Regions from separate parts of the Pan troglodytes genome. Here region 1 is linked to region 2. A link is a contact called in public HiChIP or PLAC-seq data. All regions are on one chromosome and are shown on one strand. The core of a region is the stretch at or near the end of the contact, and the rest is flanking DNA. Distances in the headings are between cores, read along the strand shown. Region 1 holds the start of KCNN4 (potassium calcium-activated channel subfamily N member 4). Region 2 holds the start of IRGQ (immunity related GTPase Q).

The links. HiChIP or PLAC-seq counts read pairs in DNA pulled down with a chosen protein or histone mark.
Region 1: a contact with region 2 is called in an H3K4me3 HiChIP or PLAC-seq map of stem cell-derived excitatory neurons, with 7 times the contacts expected there. The contact joins the promoter of KCNN4 here to the promoter of IRGQ in region 2. A contact is called at or near these places in 1 of 7 Hi-C or Micro-C datasets (stem cell-derived neural progenitor cells) and 1 of 1 datasets of contacts at active chromatin or transcription factors (stem cell-derived excitatory neurons).

The regions. Positions count from the first base shown.
Region 1 is chr20:46,739,093-46,742,919 of NHGRI_mPanTro3-v2.0_pri, reverse strand. It overlaps KCNN4 (potassium calcium-activated channel subfamily N member 4), which reads left to right and starts at 2,059. Exons shown (of 9, transcript XM_016936086.4): 1 at 2,059-2,696. The coding sequence starts at 2,538.
Region 2 is chr20:46,550,928-46,554,503 of NHGRI_mPanTro3-v2.0_pri, reverse strand. It overlaps IRGQ (immunity related GTPase Q), which reads left to right and starts at 1,938. Exons shown (of 3, transcript XM_063800773.1): 1 at 1,938-2,224; 2 at 2,886-3,417. The coding sequence starts at 2,888. ZNF576 (zinc finger protein 576) reads right to left here and starts at 1,844. Exons shown (of 3, transcript XM_001157138.8): 1 at 1,641-1,844; 2 at 1,033-1,132. The coding sequence starts at 1,117.

The DNA of each region.
Region 1 (3,827 bases), core at 810-3,309, 190 kb before region 2:
TCGTGCCACTGCACTCCAGCCATGGGAGACAGAGCAAGACTCTATCTCAAAAAAAAAAAAAAAAAAGACAAACGCAGAGGTTTCCAGATCAGGAGAGACTGAGACAGGAAGCAAGGCCCAAAGAACCAGAGAAAAAGCCGGAGAGGGAGGAGAGAGACGCAGCGAGCCGGGCGGCCAGTGGGCAGGGGTACCCAGGCTGCAGGCTCGGGAGTGCCCGGCGGCTGCACTTTCCCCAAGTGGACGCATGTGTGGTGTCTGGGCGCGCCCGGGTGTGTCTCCAGCCCTCTCCCGCCAAGTCTCGCCGAGTGGGTAATCATGTGTGTGCCGAGGGGCGGAGCCCCCGCGAGGGTTGTGTTTTTGCCACTGGGCGTGTCCGTGTGTATAGTTTGGTGTCTCTGGGTGTGTTCGTGTGGGCTGCCTCAGTGTGCAGTCAGACATGTCTGTGCGTGTCTCGCTTCCCTGGGGCTGGCGGGTCCAGGGTCCCACACGACCTAGGACACAAGGAGGGGGAGGGTTGTGTCTGCAGGTTCCTTGCAGAGGGGTGTGCATGAGGCCAAGGGCAGTGTCACCAGGTCAGTGCACGATGCTGGGAGGTGATGTGCGTCACCAGGTCAGTGCATGCCTGTGTGTCTCCACAGGAGGGTTTGATCTGTGTCGGAGTGTATGGTGTATAGATCCATGATTGGCTCGTGCTGCGACACATGGTGATGTCCTATGTCATGTGTTGCTCTGAGAGTCACCGTGCACATTCCACACTGGCATTTGCTGTATCTCACGTCAGGGTCCATGTCCCTGTTGGGGGCCTCTTCCTTCTCAGCCCCCAGCACCCACCCTGAGTGCCAACCACCCCAAGTGTCTTGTGTTTGTGTAGCTGTGTGTTATGTTGTGTCGGAGGATACACCCCCTCCCCCGATGCTGGTGTTTTGTGGGTGGCGGTAGACCTCAGTGTCAGTGGTATCAGTGAGTGGTGACATCTGGTGTTTTATGGGACATGTGGTCGTTTGTGGAAGGTTGGGTGTGTTGGAAAACGTTGTGTCTATGTGTTTTGTGTTACTGTGTGCTGGTGTATTACTCTGTGTATGTTGTGTGTGTGGCCACGCATGTCGGAATATAACGTGTTGGCTTGTGTGGAGGTATTGTATGTCATGTTTGGGTGTGGCTCATGGCTCAGAGGTGATGGTGTATGTTGCGTTTGTTTTTTTGTTTTTGCTTGTTTTAGAGATAGGATCTTGCTATGTTGCCCAGGCTGGTCTCAAACCCCTGGGCTCCAGCAATCCTCCCACCTCAACCTCCCAAACTGCTGGGATTACGGGCATGAGCCACTGCACCCAGCCGTATGTTGCATTTGGGCACTGGGGTCTATGAAGGTCCAACCCCGTCCCCTTCCCCCAGGGCATCATCCTGGGCATTGCCCTGTGTGGCCAGAATATACCAGAATCATCTTGCTTCAGGCATGTGCTTCTTGGGTTTCTCCGTGTGTCGCTGTACCTTGTAGGTCTCTGCATGCATCCACTCAGCTTGTCCTCTGACCATGTATTTGAATCGCATCACACATCAGATCATGCTGAATCAGTGTGTGTTTTGAATCATCACTGCGAGCACTTGTGTTCGAGTCAACAGGCGCCACAATGTATGTGCAATTCTCTAGGTCTGGGTGATTGGGGGCTACTATAGGTATGTCCCTAAATGTTGTGTGTCTACACGTATTGGGTTTCGTTCCAAGGGTGTGTAGTGTTTAGGAAACTGGGACTGCACAGTGTTTGTGTAGGTGTGTGGTGTGTGGCATCAGGGCGTCACTACTTTAATGTATATTGTGTGTTTGTGTAACACCTGGTGTATGTTGTGTTTGTGTGGCCACAGGTGTGCATCGTCCTATTTGTGGTGTTTGGGTGTGGCTCTTTGTGTCAGAGAAAGTTGTGACAACTTTGAGTGTAATATTTGTGCCTGTGTGTGGACGGTGTTTGGGTGGCTGTGTGTGCCACGGGATACTGCCTGCTTGCTAAGTGCTGGTGTGTGTCACACCATGTGTGTGGTGTCTGGGTGTGGCTGTGGGTTTCAGAGCTTGCTGGGAGTTGTGAGTCACTCTGTGTAGGTTGTGTTGTGTGCCCTGGTGTGTTAGTCTCCGTCTTGGGCTGTGGAGTGTCCTTCGGTGTCTGGGTGTGGTGAGTAGAGGTGTGTGTCACAAGGTACAGACCTTTGTGTGTGACAAAGCCCATCGTGTGTCTGTGTGTGTCTTTATCCACGTGGATGGACGTCTCTTTCTTGCTCTGCCCCAAGACACACCCTAGCCCCTCCTTATTCTCAAAAGGGGGAGCTGGGGAGCCTCCCCCTACCCTGGGGCCTCCCCTGCCCCTCCCCGCCCTGCCTGGCCGTCACCACTCCCCAGAGGGCACAGGGCTCTGCTGTGCCTCAGAGCAAAAGTCCCAGAGCCAGCAGAGCAGGCTGACGACCTGCAAGCCACAGTGGCTGCCCTGTGCGTGCTGCGAGGTGGGGGACCCTGGGCAGGAAGCTGGCTGAGCCCCAAGACCCCGGGGGCCATGGGCGGGGATCTGGTGCTTGGCCTGGGGGCCTTGAGACGCCGAAAGCGCTTGCTGGAGCAGGAGAAGTCTCTGGCCGGCTGGGCGCTGGTGCTGGCGGGAACTGGCATTGGACTCATGGTGCTGCATGCAGAGATGCTGTGGTTCGGGGGGTGCTCGGTGAGTGGGGCATGGTGGCTGGGAGCTGGGACTCCTAGGTCTGAGGGAGGAGGGGCTGGGGGTCAGGACTCTTGGGTCTGAGGGAGGAGGGGCTGGGGGTCAGGACTCCTGGGTCTGAGGGAGGAGGGGCTGAGGGTCAGGACTCCTGGGTCTGAGGGAGGAGGGACTGGGGACTTGGACTCCTGGGTCTGAGGGAGGAGGGGCTGGAGGTTAGAACTCCTGGGTCTGAGGGAGGAGGGGCTGGGGTCAGGACTCCTGGGTCTGAGGGAGGAGGGACTGGGGACTTGGACTCCTGGGTCTGAGGGAGGAGGGGCTGGGGTCTGGACTCCTGGGTCTGAGGGAGGATGGCCTGGGGGCTTGGACTCGTGGGTCTGAGGGAGGAGAGACTGAGGGCCTGGACTCCTGGGTCTGAAGGAGGAGGGGCTGGGGGTCAGGACTCCTGGGTCTGAGGGAGGAGGGGCTGGGGGTCAGGACTCCTGGGTCTAAGGGAGGAGGGGCTGGGGTCTGGACTCCTGGGTCTGAGGGAGGAGGGGCTGGGGGTCAGGACTCCTGGATCTGAGGGAGGAGAGGTTGGGGGCCTAGACTCTTGGGTCTGAGGGAGGAGGGGCTTTGGCTGGGACTCCTGGGTGCTCCCAGGAGACAGTTGCTGGGGTCCTTCTCTGCAAAAGGAAGGGAATATTTATTTCAGTGTTTCAGTCTTTGAAGATGTTGCCATTAGACGGCCAGAGGTCCAGGACTCCTGGAGGCCAGAGGGTGGCTGATCAGACACTCAAACCCCCCAAGAGCCAATAAGGGGAGAGGTAGCCCCAGGTTTGGTGAAGGGAGAGTGGAGGAAAGACAAAGTTCTTCCAGTAGGCGGCAGCTCTTTGGTCCTTATCTAACCTCTAATGTTTGCCCAGTGCCTTAGATGCAAAGGACAGAAAAAACTGCCTTGGGGGTGGGGATGGGAAATGGGAAACAAACCTCTCCCCCGACCTGCCTCCCCCCACCAACCCCAACCCAGTCTGCCCTGTTAACAAGCTCAATTTCTCCCCAAATCTGCATGCTGATTAGTCAGGGAAATAGTGAAGAGGTGGGCTTACAGTGGCCTGGACTCCTAGGTACCAGGAGAGGAGGGGGCTGGGTCCTGGA
Region 2 (3,576 bases), core at 689-3,188:
TACATCATCATAATGTCTGAGCACAGACAAAATATGAATGCTGTCCAAGCAGAAAAATGACCAAACATCCTCCTATCCTGGCTAATGTGAATGTCTGCTGCTGCTTTATCAGTCAGAGCTTGAGCCTCGCCTCCTTCCTTCCTCCTTCTGGGTAAGATTTATTACGATAGCCAATCATAGAATTGCCCCTGCTTCCTGGTAGCATCCAATCCAGAGCAAAACAATTTTGCTTGAACCTTCCCCAAAATCACCACCCACAAGCCCAAATCCTATGTCGTTTTTACCATTCTTAGTGAGACACCCCACAGTCCCCCCATGGTGTGTGTTCATTGCAGTGAGAAACCCAACGTGTTCAACTGCAGGTGTGTTCCTGGTAGTCTCTGGCTCAAGGGCATTGAGACTACAGCTCTTGTTACAAATACCTCTCTCTGCCTCAGTTCCCAGTTTAAAGGGCCTATTATTAGAAGGACTCAATGAGATAATGGATGTTAAAATGGTTCATAATATGAGAATAAATACACCTAGCTCATAATAAAACACTGAGCAGGAGGTGTTGCTATTACATGTCAAACTGGCTACCATCATTAACCCCTAGCTTTCCCCTTTGCTGCAGTTAATCCCATACCCACCCTGTGAGGTGGGAAGTACCACCCTCTTTTGACAGTCAAGGAAACCAAGGCCCAAGTTACACTGAAAGTCTAGGGCAGAGTTGGGACCAGAATCTTGGGGTTTCTCTCCCAATAGAACCATACTCAGCCACATCTCCAACCCAAGCCTCTCCTGGAAGCCACCCTATCCCTCTGAATGCATAAGCATTGCAATCCTGCTTATGTGGCCAGAGGAGGGTGAGTACTCTGGCCACATAAGCTGGTGTGAGGAGATGCACTTCCTGCTAGAGCAGCTCAGGGACCATTACAGCCCCTTCTCAACAGGCAAAACTCTGTGGCGCCTTGGACACCGAAGTGCCACAGAGATCTTAGCATCAGCTCCTGCACCCCACCCTCCTCTAGCCCGCCAGCCATGTGTACTCACAGATGTTGCCTCCTGGGCTCTGGGGACTTCTCTCCTTGGGTGAATCCTGCTGCTTCATGTTCTCTTCAGGGTTCGGGTCCTCCATGGTGCTGGGACCCTTCTAGTCAGGAGAGGAGCGTGCATAAGTGAAGCTGTTCATCTGTTACCAGTCTTAGAGGGCACCCTAAGTCTATGACCTTTGACATCGCCAGAGGCTCTCCTTGCCTGCCTTTGACCCCTACGACATACTATCTCCTTGAACTCTAATTGATGGAGTTCTTGCTAAAAGAAGCTTCAAACCTCCCAAAGGACTGGACTTCCTGGGTTTGGGACTCCCCTAGAGTCTTCTCACTGGTGTGACCTATGACCTGCTGCATCAAACTAACTCCCTGAACTCAGCGTGGAAGCCTTGATCTTTGACACCAGCGTCATCCCAATCTCAAGTGTCTTGGGGCAGGTAGTGATACCCACCCTTTATCCCAGTTCTTCCCGGGAAACATCCTCTGACATCCTGTGATTTTTGTTCCGCCCAGAGCCCCCGCCTCCCACGCGCGCTTGCAGCTGCTATCCCGCTACCCTCAAGCGCTGCCTACAGGTTCCTGCTCCCAGGCCTCAGTTTTCCTCCTTACAGCAGAGGGCTGCCTTTCGCTGCGCCTGTCAGCCGCTGGCTACAGCGCCGCCCCAGAGAGAAGTGGGATAGGGACCACTCAGTCTTAGGGCCCCCGTGGTTTCCGCGCCCTTTTGCCAGATGAGCCTCTCGGAGCCGAGATCCCGGATTTCCCATCCGGCAGTAGTATAGTCGCACCAGCCCGGTCCTCAAAATAACGGGAGGGGTCCTTCTCTGCCCTATGGCGCGTTTGATGACGTTCAGCCTCCCGCGGCGTAGCTAGCTAAGCCTTTTGCGCATGCGTGGGTAGGCTCTCGTGGCGCGCAGGCGCGTTGACTCATTCATTGTTCTAGGCCCTGAGGCCGCCAAAGAGGGGCGTGCACACTTCGGCCGTTCTGCGCAGGCGCTGCGAAGGGCTGGGTCTCTGCTGTCGGCCTTCCAAGACACACCCCCTTGGAAGAGGGAGTGACGTCAGGTTAAAGCTACCGGGACGGGTCCCGGCATCTCTAAATCACCGCTCCCTGGCCTCTTCGGCCTCCGTCCGCCGCGGCCCAGGGGCCAGGCTTCTCAGCTGCTGACCCACTGCCACCGACTGCGCTCTCTCCCGTGGGTCGGCTTTTTGCTCGGTTGGTGATTTGGAAGGGGGAAGGGGAAAGATAAAAATAACAATGTGTCCGAGGGAGGAGGGACTGGAAGCCAGATTTCTGAGGTTTTATTTTTATTTATTTTTCAGAGAGGGTCTTGCTCTGTCGCCTGGGCTGGAGTGCGGTGGTGTGATCACGGCCCACTGCAGCCTCCAAGTCCTGGGCTCAAGCGATCCTCCCGCCGCAGCCTTCCGAGTAGCTGGGGCTACAGGCGCACGCCACCATGCCCGGCTAAATTTTATTTTTTATCGAGACGGAGACTCTACCAGAGAGTCCACCCACATGTTGGCCAGGCTGGTCTCGAATTCCTGGCCTCAAGCGATCCTCCGGCCTCGGCCTCCCAAAGCACTGGGATTACAGGCATGAGCCACCGCGCCTGATTTCAGAATTTTTGAAGCAGAAAGGGAAACGTTTCCATCTAGAGGGAGGGCGGACAGACAGGACGCCTGGGATTCTGGGGGAATAGGGTCTGGGCTCTGGATTTTTTAGGTCCTGGAGAGTGACGCTCAAGAACCGAAGGGGACAGGGTGAAGGACTGAGGCCTGGGTTCCGAGTGGGGCGGCTAGGAAAGGAAAAGGCTGGGTGCTCCCTGACCCAGGTCTTCTCTACCCGTTGCTTTCCAGCCATGCCTCCGCCGCAGGGTGACGTGACCGCCTTGTTCCTGGGGCCTCCGGGCTTGGGGAAGTCCGCGCTGATCGCAGCGCTGTGCGACAAGGATGTGGAGACGCTCGAGGCCCCCGAGGGACGGCCGGACTCCGGGGTTCCTAGCCTAAGAGCTGCGGGCCCAGGCCTTTTTCTGGGCGAGCTGAGCTGCCCACCCGCAGCGCCGGGGCCCTGGGCGGCGGAAGCCAACGTGCTGGTACTGGTGCTGCCCGGACCCGAGGGGAACGGGGAACCGTTGGCTCCAGCCCTGGGAGAGGCAGCGCTGGCCGCCCTGTCCCGAGGGACCCCGCTACTGGCTGTGCGGAACCTCCGTCCTGGGGATTCACAGACTGCCGCCCAGGCCCGTGATCAGACAGCAGCTCTGCTGAACAGCGCGGGGTTAGGAGCCGCGGATCTGTTTGTGCTACCGGCGAACTGCGGCAGCAGCGACGGCTGCGAGGAGCTAGAGCGCCTCCGGGCGGCGCTGCAGAGCCAGGCAGAAGCGCTGCGGAGGTGAGTGCCGGCTTTCTGGCTGGGTCCGTTAGTCGAGACCCTAGGCACCTAGGTGCGTCCATGGAGGTCCATGAGATCCCTCCCCCAGTGAGTTTGGGGCAAGGCTTAGCTCTGTTATTATTATTATTATTTTTTTTCCTGAGAGACAGGGTCTCGCTA